Regions from separate parts of the Mus musculus genome. Here region 1 is linked to region 2. Evidence: chromatin contacts called from public ChIA-PET data. All regions are on one chromosome and are shown on one strand. The core of a region is the stretch at or near the end of the contact, and the rest is flanking DNA. Distances in the headings are between cores, read along the strand shown. Region 1 holds the start of Fto (fat mass and obesity associated). Region 2 has its middle 22 kb from the start of Gm19935.

Region 1 (6,048 bases), core at 2,608-5,107, 520 kb before region 2:
TCCACTGTAAGACAAGCTTGTGTTCAAATGCATGGATACATGTATGTGCGCTCTGATAATCAACACAGAGTGAAGGATGTTTCGCTGCAAAGCCAGATGTTTAGTCCAGTCTTCTTCTCCCTTTGGATTTAGAGAGTATATAAAGTCTACAATACAAGCAACTGCAAGTAAAAAAGATATAACCTACGTTATTACAAAGAGAAAAGGAGAATCAAAGGTAATGACTATAGAAATGACAGCATCCAATTTAAAAAGCAAACAAGAAACTTTTGTGACTTCAGGACAAATATTTCAAAAGCTTAACACACTGGCTCAGGACTGTAATCCTAGCTTATTAAGAAGCCAAGGCAATAAATATACCTAGGAAATATGAAGAACTCATAAAACTTAATAAGCTAACAACAACAATAAAAATGGTTTAAAAAAATGTGAACACACACTTCACATGGGGCTTGGGAGATGGCTTGGTGCTGAAGATATTCTCAGAGGCCAGGTAAGTGCTAGGTAGGAGTGCTAGGGTTCTGCCTCTAGTCTCAGGACTAATAAAGCATGGCCAGGGACGACTCCCCACATCTACCTCAGTCCTCTACACAATGAGCATGCATAAGCATGCATCACTACCATTTATGTCCATACATGCATGCAAACACACCCATACACACCACACACACATACACACAAGAAAAAAAAAGAATACCCACATGTTCGTGAAGTATACGATAATATATAATATCATTGGTCATCAGGGAAATACAAATGAAGACCACAATGAACTACTCCCTCCTGGTCACCATGAAGGCTACAATGAAAAGACAAACAGTAGCAAGCTATGACAAGGACTTGAAGAAATCCTAACCCTCAAAGTCTCTATGAGCAATGTGGGGGAGCGCAGCTTGTGTGGCAAAGAGTGGCAGTTTCTCAAAATATTGAGCATAGTCTTATAATGTGACGAGCAGCTCTACTACCAGACCTCTACCCTGTCCATACAGAAACTAGGCTGCAACTGTTTAGGGTATCATTTTTTATGACAGCCAAAAAAAAAAAAAAAGTCAAATTGCTCACATAGCATTACATTTCCTTGACACAACTACAGTTACCTGGGGATCTAAATTAAGGAACTGCCTCCAGCAGATTGGCCAGTGGGTATGTGGATAATTAATCCATGATTGATATGGGAGGACCCAGCCCACTGTGGGTGGTGCCACCCTGGGCACATGGTCCTGGACACTATCAAAAAGGGCAAGCCAGTAAGCAATGTTCTTCCAGGGTTTCTGCTACAGTTCCTCCCAAGAGTTCTTGCCTTGGCTTTCCTCAATGATGAATTATCACAAGACAGTGAAGATAACATAAACACTTTCCTCCCCTGCTGGCTTTTAGTTGTGGTGTTCTATCACAGCAACAGAAAAGAATAGTAAGTAAATAAACAAACAAATATAAAAAAAAGTGGTGTGTCCAGAAATAGGAATGTCATCTACTGGGTAATGGGAAGCATGGATAAGTGTTATAAGATCTACGAACCTCGGCATGGATGAACACGTATGGTGAGTGAAAGCAGCCAAACAGAAAGGTCACATATACATGATTCTATTTATATGGTAATGTTCTGGGGCTAGAGATGGCCCAGTTAATGACGTGCTTGCCACAATCGAGAGGACCTGAGTGTGGATCGCCAGCCCCATGTAAAAAGCCAAGTGCAGTGCAGGCCTGAAATGCCAGCTCAGCAAAGGTGAAGATAGGAAGATCTCCAGGGCTTGCTGAGAAGCAAGCCTAGCTCAGTGAGTGAGCAGCTCGGTGAGTGAGCTCTGAGTTCCAGGAGAGCTCCTGTCCCAAAATAAGGTGAAAAGCAACTGAAAAAGAAACTCAGTGTGGAGCTTTCATCTTGACAGACACACACCAGCACATGCACCTGCATACATGCATACAGACGTACACAGATGACAGACACACACACACATACAATATCCATCAAAGGTGGCCCTAGCAAGCAAACAAACAAACAAACAAACAAACAAATTGCCTAGACACAGAGGTGAAATACTTTGGGAAATGGCAAATGGACGCATTACGCAGTGTAAATAAAGATACAGGATTTTTCCATGGCTGTTTTCCTTGTTAGCCTCCAACCTGTAAGAATCCAAATGCCCAGCCACAGGTGAGTGAATGAATAAGTGGAATCACACAAAGTGCACTACCACTCAGCCACAGAAACGGAACAATTGATAACATGTGCGTTAACACGTATAGGTCTCAAAAATTACTGTGATCAGTAAAAACGGCATCCGGGTATATGCTGTCTGCTTCGGCTTAGATGAAAAACTCTAGAAAGCATAGATTCAACAATCATGACTGATCGCATGACTGCCTGGGGGTAAAATAAAGAAATCGGCTGTAAAGAAATAACTTTTTAAAAGAGCCATGCCCTCTATGCAACTGGAACATTTTGCATATACGTACAGTCAAAACTTATCAAATTGTTCACAACAAATGACTGCAAGATTCTCTCTATACACTGGGCCTTAACTTAGCTGAACAGAAAGTCAAGCAATCACTTACGATTACTGAGACATTGTCTAGGACTTAACACAACTACCTGTGCTTCGCATCAGCCAGTACTTCAATGTCTTTCACAAAGAGACTAGAAATGGAGCTAGGAGATTAGAGAGGGGCAGCTCCTGATCCCTAATGCCACCTAGGAAACAAAAGGCCCTGAGCAAAGGCCAACTTCTGCCAGACTCCGTGTCCATGTCTGTAAAATACATAACTCAGGCCATTACACCCAAGACCCAAAACCCTTAGATTCCTAACTGACTTAGGAATCTTACAAGACAAAATTCTACGACAGCAAGTACTGTACCTGTTTTATTTCCTACTGATCCTCGCTGCCAGTATTTACCTACCATAGAATAAGCACCAAACGGCATAGCCAAGGGCCTTTGGCCAAATGAGCTACAGACAAGAGAGACTTTTAAGATGGGCAGAATCTGTTGTGTCCACTGAGGGGGACTGAATGCTGATAAGTTAGAACAAATCAATAGGTCCCAACTTTGGGGATGGGGGAAAAGGAAAATATTGAGCTTCCAGTGCTCATCTTCATAACGGACTGTTTATACTCTACCTATGTAATATCTGTCTTGCCATCTGCTGCAATGATATGAAATAATTATGCATTTAATGTAGGTGTCTGATACAAAAAAAAAAAAATGCTGCAAATAAGTCGCCGTTGCTGTTACTGTCATCCCAAGGAGTGTCCACTGTCAGAAAGCTGAACAGCAAGGACGGAGTCCAGGAATGTACTACCCACAGAAGCTATGTAAAGCGTATCTGATGTGCTGACCACGCAGACAAGTCATCTGGCCATTGAGGCAATGCTCCAAATAAAAACATGTCACCATACTAAATCTGTGGCTCAGCTGCGCTCGAGCTGAAAACACACAGGTGGTAAACTGGTAAACTGAGGCTCGAGAGTGGCTACAAATATAACCAAGGAATAGGGACAGAAGCAGGACAGGGACATAGATGTCTATCTTTTCATTTCTGACCAAGACTAACTGTATCCAGATCTGCATCCAGAGCAATATGAATTCACAGCACAGACGTGCGCGCGCACACTCACACCACGTCTGCAGGTCTCTTGCAAACAAGGCCCTGACACCCCTTGGCTTAACGCCGAGCATCCACTCAGCCATCCCAGCGGGTCTGCGGGTCCCCTGCCTCTAGCCCGGGACTAACACAGAATCCCAGACGCCCGGAGCCCCACATACCTTAGCTTCCCGCTCTCGTTCCTCCGCGGTCTGGACGCGCTTCATGCTGCTACTAAAGCCGCCTTCGCCACCGTGGGCCGTGTTCCCCCTCGCCCTGGACCCCGCCTCCTGTGTGTAGTTCTCTCAACGGCTCTCTCCCGCCTGGAGCCATTTGCTCTAATACCTAGAAGAACTACCCTTCCCAGAATGCTGCGCGAGACTCCCGAGTACTCCTTGGGCTCCGGAGCTGAATTTCTCCAGTCAGCTAGCAGGGCTAGCGTAGTCCGCTACGCGACCCGCCGACGGCCCGCACCCTACGGAGAACTACATTTCCCAGTGGGTAACGGGACTCACTGTTTTCCCGTGCTCCTCTGGGCCTGCAGAGGCTCGCGCCCTGGGCGCTATAGCAACCGGTAGCTAGCTGAGGGCGAACGCGGAGGTGAGTACTCTGTGAGGTGGGGGCTAATGCAGGTTGGCTGGCTCTTCCGCGGCCTCACAACTGAGCCTGGAGTCTGTTCGAAGCCCAGGATAGACCTGGGATTCTTGCGTGGAAAGCAGTCCATCCCGACACACCTCCACATCCGCAGGCCTGCATCTGACTCGCCCTGACCGCCCGCCCAGCCAGAAACGCAGCTGATAAGAATTGGCAACCCTAAGTCCTACAACTCAAAGGTCCCAGTCACATTTCACTCTGTTTCCCAGAAACTGGGCTTGGATGGTAGAACCTAAGCCTCCCAAGAGGCTTGTTACTGTTGTTGTTGTTGGCTTGTTACTGTTGTTGTTGTTGCTGCTGCTGCTGATTGTCGATTAGTTTTTAAAAGGGGGTCTCCCTATGCATCCTAGGCTGGCCTTAAACTAGCCTTTTTAGCCCATGCTCGTCTCAAATTCAATCAATAATAGGTCTTGCCTCAAGTTCCCACCACCACAATCAGTTTCTAGTGGCCTATCTTTTATTCTTTATTACTGTTTCTCATCTGACTACTCCCATAGTCTGTTAAAGCCATTACAGGGCAGAGACTTTGTTTAAACTCAGTGCCTGGCATTCATTCATTCATTCATTCATTCAATAAATGATAGCGTTAATGTCTACTATGTGACATCAGATAGCAGAAGAGGAACTATTTGGGGGAGGAAGGAGACCAGTGAGAGGAAGCTAGAGAGATGGGGGGGGGAGTGGTAGGGGACAGATATAAGCAAGAAACTATGATATAGGTGTGAAAATATACTAGGTTAAAAATGCATGACATGACAATGAATTACGATACAACTCTGGGATAATGACAAAGGCTGTTGCTGTAAGCAATAAGCCACAGCAGGGTGGTGGCACACTCAGGACAAATTCAGAGTCTACTCAGGGCATGGTGACACCCGACTTTAATCGTAACACTCTGGAAGTAGAGGCAGGGAGATCTTTGAATTCCAGCCAAGTTTATATAGTGAGATGACCCCCCCCCCCATTTTTTAAAGAAAAAAAAAACACAAGGAAAAAATAGAGAATTTGAGGCCAGTATGTTTAGTGTTCTTGGTGAATTTCATGTCAGCCTAGACAGCCTGGGCTTCCCTTGAAAAAGAAAAGTTAGAAACCAGGAAGAAAATTAACACAGAACAGTAAGGGAAACTCTAAGGAAAGGTCAGTTGGACTGAGCTCTGAAGTATGAGGAGACAGAAGAGCCTTAGGAGCAAGATAAAAGCATGCCATATGTGAGGAAAGCAGGGAAGGTTGTAAGTGGATCATAGCAAAGAGGGAGAATTCACTGTGCCATCTACCTACATCAGACCAGTAACAATTTTCTTCTCGGTCATGATAACCAGAAATATCACCAAACAACTAACTCCTGCATTAATGACCTTGAGCAATTGAGCTAGCTTGTCTTAGCTTCTGTTTGTATCTAATGACCTTGAGCAATTGAGCTAGCTTGTCTTAGCTTCTGTTTGTATCTCAGGAACCATTTGAGTAGCCATTGCTTACGCACACTGTAAGCACAGTGAACAATATGTGTTAGCATCAACTTCTGCAGACATTCTTTCAGATATTTGCCCCTAGCAGTGGTTCTCAGCCCATCATGAGTTCCAATCAAAGTTCCAGGCCCTCTCTCTAAGAGAGACTCTTCATGCACATATACGTAGCCACGTCTTCAAATTTCAGACACTGAAATCCAATTCAATCCCTTTATCCATTCAAGTGACTGTTTAATAAATGCTGCTCGCTGAGTGTGCCACCCTCTGTGCCAGCTTCTCAGACAGGTGAACAAGATGGACAAGCATTCTAACGTCTTGGTCTTCACATTCTTCAACCAACATTCTAGAA
Region 2 (5,272 bases), core at 1,612-4,111:
GACAGGAGGGCCTTAAGTTTAAGTTTTGGGCTACAAAGTCATCAGGTTTCTATTCCTGGACAAAACATCATGACCAAGAAGCAAGTTGGGGAGGAAAGGGTTTATTCAGCTTACACTTCCATATTGCTGTTCATCACCAAGGAAGCAAGGAAGTCAAGACTGGAACTCAAGCAGGTCAGGAAACAGGAGCTGATGCAGAGGCCATGGAGGGATGTTCTTTACTGGCTTGCTTCCCCTGGCTTGCTCAGCCTGCTTTCTTATAGAACCAAGATTACCAGCCCAGAGATGGTCCCACCCACAAGGGGCCTTTCCCCCTTGATCACTAACTGAGGAGATGCCCCACAGCTGGATCTCATGGAGGCATTTCCCCAACTGAAGCTCCTTTCTCTGTGATAACTCCAGCCTGTGTCAAGTTGACACAAAACTAGCCAGTACAAAAGTGAAACCTTGTATCAAGTGAGAAATGATATAGACTTATTTTGGTCCATAGTTTCAGAGGTTTTAGCACCTGCTCAGCTTTTGTTTCCGGGGCTGTGGTGAGGCAGAATGCAAAGGGCAGAGGTGCTCACTTTGTGCAGCCAGTAGGAGGAAGAGAGAGGAGTTCAAGGAGAGGGAGTGCCAGGTACTTACATACTATCTCCAGTGGGCTATGACCGTCAACTAGAGTATGCCTAAGATTGCATGACCCTCCAGTAGTCCCACCAGCTGGAGACCAAGCCTTCAATGTATAAGCCTTGGGGAAAATATTGCAGAATAAACTACAACATGTGTAAATACAATAAGGCTATATAAGAATAGGGTTGTTTTGAAGAATAAATGAAACAACAAAAAGTTTATTGCATAGAGTAGAAAATAAAATATGGCCATTGTTATAGTCATTATATAAGTATAAATGAATATATTTGTGCCTCTCTCTCTCTCTTTCTCTCTCTCCCTAAGACAGGCTCTCACTATGTACCCCTAGAAGCCTGGAACTCACTATGTAGACCAAGTTGGCCTTGAATTCACAAAGTTCTGCTTGCTTTTGCCCCCCTCCCACTCCCAAGTGCTGGGATTAAAGGGCGATGCCACCACTCCTGGATTTGATTTTTAGTGTTTCATATGGCCTAGGCTAGCCTCAAACTTCCTAGGTGGCTGAAGATGGCCTTGAACACCTAAACTTCCTGTCTCATCTCTCAAATTCTGCCATTGTGGCTGTCTTATAAATGTATATTTTTGTCAGGATATATCCCCAGGCATATTAAAAGGATAGTATTAGATAGATGGTCAAGTGAGTTTGGCCATATATGGTCCATAGAATGTAAGGAGGTTCATTAGCAAATTTTTGATATTTAATGTCTATGTATATACTTTGAAGTTCTAAGAGGTTCGACAAACCACAGGTGGCTTTCCAACCTTTTAAAATCCTGATATCAAACAGCACTTAAATTTCTGTATTCTTTAGGAGGCAGTGTTCCAAGGAAATCACTCTGGGAAAGACTGGCTAGATGGTTTCTATTGATTCCTCTTTGCCTTTCTGGCTCTTTGACTTTGCTGCTCAGGGACTCCAAGAACTTTCTCTTCTTCAGTTACTCACAGTACTTTATTTCCTTCCTGTCTTTTTTAGTTTTAGACAGTCTTCCTCCGTACAGCAGGCTAGCCTGGAACTTACTCTCCTTCTGTTGTCACTTCCAAAGTGCTGAGATGAAGCCCACTGTCCTTTCTGTCTCAAAGCCCTTTTGTGTTAAGGTCTGTGACTTACAGGGAGAAATATTTCCTGTGGTTCATGGATGAGACAACAGGACAGTGGGTTTCCTTTCTTCAGACCTGAACAGTTTTACTGTCATGTCCCAGGTGAATGTGGTTTCTAGGTTCCAGTTGTTTTGTTTTGTTTGTTTTTTTAACTTTCAGAAAAAGTTTACTTTGTCAAGGTCAGAAAAGCAGGTCAGAAATGGAATCTTCTGCCAAGCTTGGTGTTCTGTAATCCTACCACTTGGAAAGACTTAAGGCAGGAGGATTATAAACTTGAGGCCAGGAAGGCAAGAGAAACATACAAACTCCCCAGAGACACAAACTCTTTAAGTCAAGAGGAACATTGTGGTTTTTGTGCCTCCTGTGTGGTCAGCTCTGAGAATGAACTGGCTAAATCCTTGTTGGATTTTCAACTGGCAGAAGTAAGGCAGGGTCCTACCCAGAGACCAGAGGACGAGCTCCAGTCTAACTTCTCGAAGGAGAAAAGCTTAAATCTGTGCCTGATAATTACGAAGGGCTGAAAATGTGTGTATCCATGTGAGGATGCGTGTGTTTTTGAAACAAGGTCTCTAGCTCAAGCTTCCTTATATATCCAAGGATGAACTTGAGCTAGGTTTCCCTGCCTCCATCTCTCCTAAGCACGGTATTCCAGGCACCTGCCGTCACGCCTGGATTATTTACTGCACAAATGAGTACAGTGACCTGGCTCTTGTAGCCCATTATCCTGAATTTGTTCATAACCACCCTGGTACTTTTCTTATTTTCCACCCCTGAAATCTGCTCCTCTGTTCCCTGCCCCAGGAACTGACTCCAACACCCATCTGTTTATTCAAACAAGAATCTAAAAACATCCCTGACGCATCCCTCTCCTCTCTGAGCTGGCTGCTGTGTGCAAGCCAACAGGAAGCCAACACTCTCTACAATGTGACTCTTCTTTTTCTGCTACAGTCAGAGCGGCCATGACACCATCACCTCGCACCAGAATTGCGTTACTAATGGCTTTGACCTGCTCTCCTCTGATGCTATGGTCCAGTTTCAAACCCTCTTCCACCTGCCGGTAGTGGGGCTTTTTCAAAACAGAGATCTAATCTTGATCAAAGTACAACAAAACAGAAAACAGGCTCACTGCTCTTTGGCACCACCTAGGGGACAGAATGGAACAGAGGCAAGGGATGGTGGGGGTGGGGTGCGGTGGGGAGAAGGAAGTGTGGGCGGGGCTGGCCCTGCTTCCTCCAGGGGCAGGGTAAAAAGAGTGAAAGGCTGTAGGGTTTTTAGTTTCTTCCGGGCTGGACATATTTGTATACACAGCTCCCTGTCCTCCACGCAGGTCTTTGATGGCTGGGGTCTGAGGGTTTCCAGCACCCTGGGCGCTGTTTCAAAACTTCAACTATCTGGTGGAGAGTCAGGCAGGAGAATTTACCTTCTTGGAGGTAACATCTGCCTGCAGGTTTAGAGCAGATTTAGGAGCACAGAACAGTCACTAGAGGGAGGAAAAGGCAAGCGAACAATTCAGGCTTTCTTAGGTCTCCAGGAGGCTTCTCCTGGAGCCACACACTGGAATCACCCAGGGAGACCTTAAAAACCAGAGATGCTCATCCTAGCCCTAATGATCTTGCTGGCTGAGGTTTTGACTAGATGGTCCCAAGGGGCAGCCAGGGTTTACAACCGGAAGCAAAGAAGGAAGGAGAAAGGAAGAAGAGTGAGGAAGGGAAGACAGGAAGAAGGAGGGGGCTAGGAAGGGAGAGAGGAAAGGGAGAATGAACGGTTCATCTTAATAAAGACAAAGATTCACACGAAGACCACCGTGTAGTCCTCCCGTCTGTATTCCCACCATCCCAGGCTCCAGTGTTTGACATTCCAGCCACACAGCTCTATGTTCCCTTCTTCAAGCTCATCCTACTCTCCCTGGACACAGAAGTTTTGACTTGCTAACTCCCTGGCTTTTTGCCATCATAGCTCTGGTCCCTCACCCTTCATATTTTCACTCTCACTTTCCCAGGATGCCTTTCAGGACGCTCTAGGGCATCCCCTGTATCCTCTGCAGCACCATCAACTGCACTGAACATTTGACTAGAACTTTTACTCTTAGTCGTTCTAGCTAGGGCTTCATGAACATAAAAGCTACATTTTAACTTATTATTTATATATAATATGTTAATATAATAACATGTAATAAGTTTATAAAATATACTTAAAATGGAACACGCACACACACACACACACACACACACTTAAAATAGAACACACACACACACACACACACACACACACACACACACACACACACACACACACACACACACACACACACATACACACACACTAGGTTTTCCTTCTAAAGTCCAAGCTAGCCTAGAACTAGCTATATAGACCAAACTGGCCTTGAACTTGTGATTCTCCTGAAGAGGGCCTAGCTTGTGGGATTGGCATCTGGTACATGAATGCACAGGTAAGTTTATTATTATTGTGCTGGGGGAATAAAACCTGGGATCTTGTGTATGCTGGGTAAGGAAGTGCTCTATCACTTAACTATAAGTCCAGCCTTAAGGTATCTTAAAGCTACATATAGAAATAGATATGTCGAATACATATAAAGCTAGATGAAGTTCCACTGAGCATTGGATACATTTGCAAGAATTTTCTTTACAGGTTTTGTATTTTAAAACTCAGTAGCAAAAAAATGGTGTGGAAAGATCAGCATGGGGAGTGACCACTAGAGGGCAGGAGAGGCAAAGAGATGCAGGCCAGCCTGGCAGCCCTGAGCATGGATGTCTTGCACATTCTCAGAGCAGGGATTTTGGGGCCATGGAGAAAACTCTGGAATCCAGAAGCCAAAGATGTCTCCTTTGTAATCCCTCGTGTCGTGTGCAGAGAGACAGCTTGTTGTCACCTTCCTTAACTGTGCTGAGCAGACACAGCCAGGATAGCAAGCATGAGCCATTTTAGGAACACTCAGGAATGTCAAGAAGACGCTCGTCCTAGAAGTTGCATAGACTGGCTCTCAAGAACAGGCAAAAACTGAGGATTCAGAGCTATCTATAGTCTGAAGCTGGGGGCCTACTTCCTTTCTCCCGTGTCAAATTGTGCTCAATGCCCCTCCCACCTCCCCCTCCCTTCCTCCCTTGGCACTGGGGATCAAACCCAGGGCCTTGTGCATGTCAGGCATATTCAGTTGCTGAGCTGCATTCCTCCCTGCTATTTTATTTTCCAGACACAGTCTTGCTATGTTATGTAGTCCAGGTTGGTCTGGAACTCTTGCATCAGCTTCAGGTTCCAAATTTGAGGATTGCAGGCAGAGTGCCCTTCTGTGATCAGCTCGGCATACGATGACTGAAGCAATGGATCTGAGAGATCATGGACCAAACTCTCTGGAACTGGCAACTGACAATAAGCCAAAGTAAGTCCTCCTCTTCCTCCTCCTCCTCTTCCTCCTCTCCTCCTCTTCCCTTCCTCCTCTTCCCTTCCTCCTCCTCCTCCTCTCCCTCCTCCTCCTCCTCTCCCTCCTCTTCCTCCTCTTCCTCCTCCTCCTCCCCACCTCCTG

Evidence for each region. ChIA-PET counts read pairs in DNA pulled down with a chosen protein or histone mark.
Region 1: a contact with region 2 is called in an RNA polymerase II ChIA-PET map of memory CD8 T cells, with 6 read pairs. The contact joins the promoter of Fto here to the enhancer-like site in region 2. A contact is called at or near these places in 3 of 39 promoter capture datasets (neutrophils, pre-B cells and stem cell-derived epiblast-like cells), 1 of 484 Hi-C or Micro-C datasets (CD4 T cells) and 1 of 115 datasets of contacts at active chromatin or transcription factors (memory CD8 T cells).

What each region holds. Positions count from the first base shown.
Region 1 is chr8:91,311,334-91,317,381 of GRCm38.p6, reverse strand. Fto (fat mass and obesity associated) reads right to left here and starts at 3,857. Exons shown (of 9, transcript NM_011936.2): 1 at 3,762-3,857. The coding sequence starts at 3,806. Rpgrip1l (Rpgrip1-like) reads left to right here and starts at 4,160. Exons shown (of 26, transcript NM_173431.2): 1 at 4,160-4,179.
Region 2 is chr8:90,793,135-90,798,406 of GRCm38.p6, reverse strand. No RefSeq gene overlaps it. Among named protein-coding and RNA genes, the nearest start is that of Gm19935, 22 kb to the left of the region's middle. Within about 2 kb of position 2,861, at least 177 of the 459 cell types and tissues checked have an H3K27ac peak or open chromatin away from gene starts, as enhancers often do. A contact at or near this core is called in memory CD8 T cells, neutrophils, pre-B cells and 1 more, where this site is marked.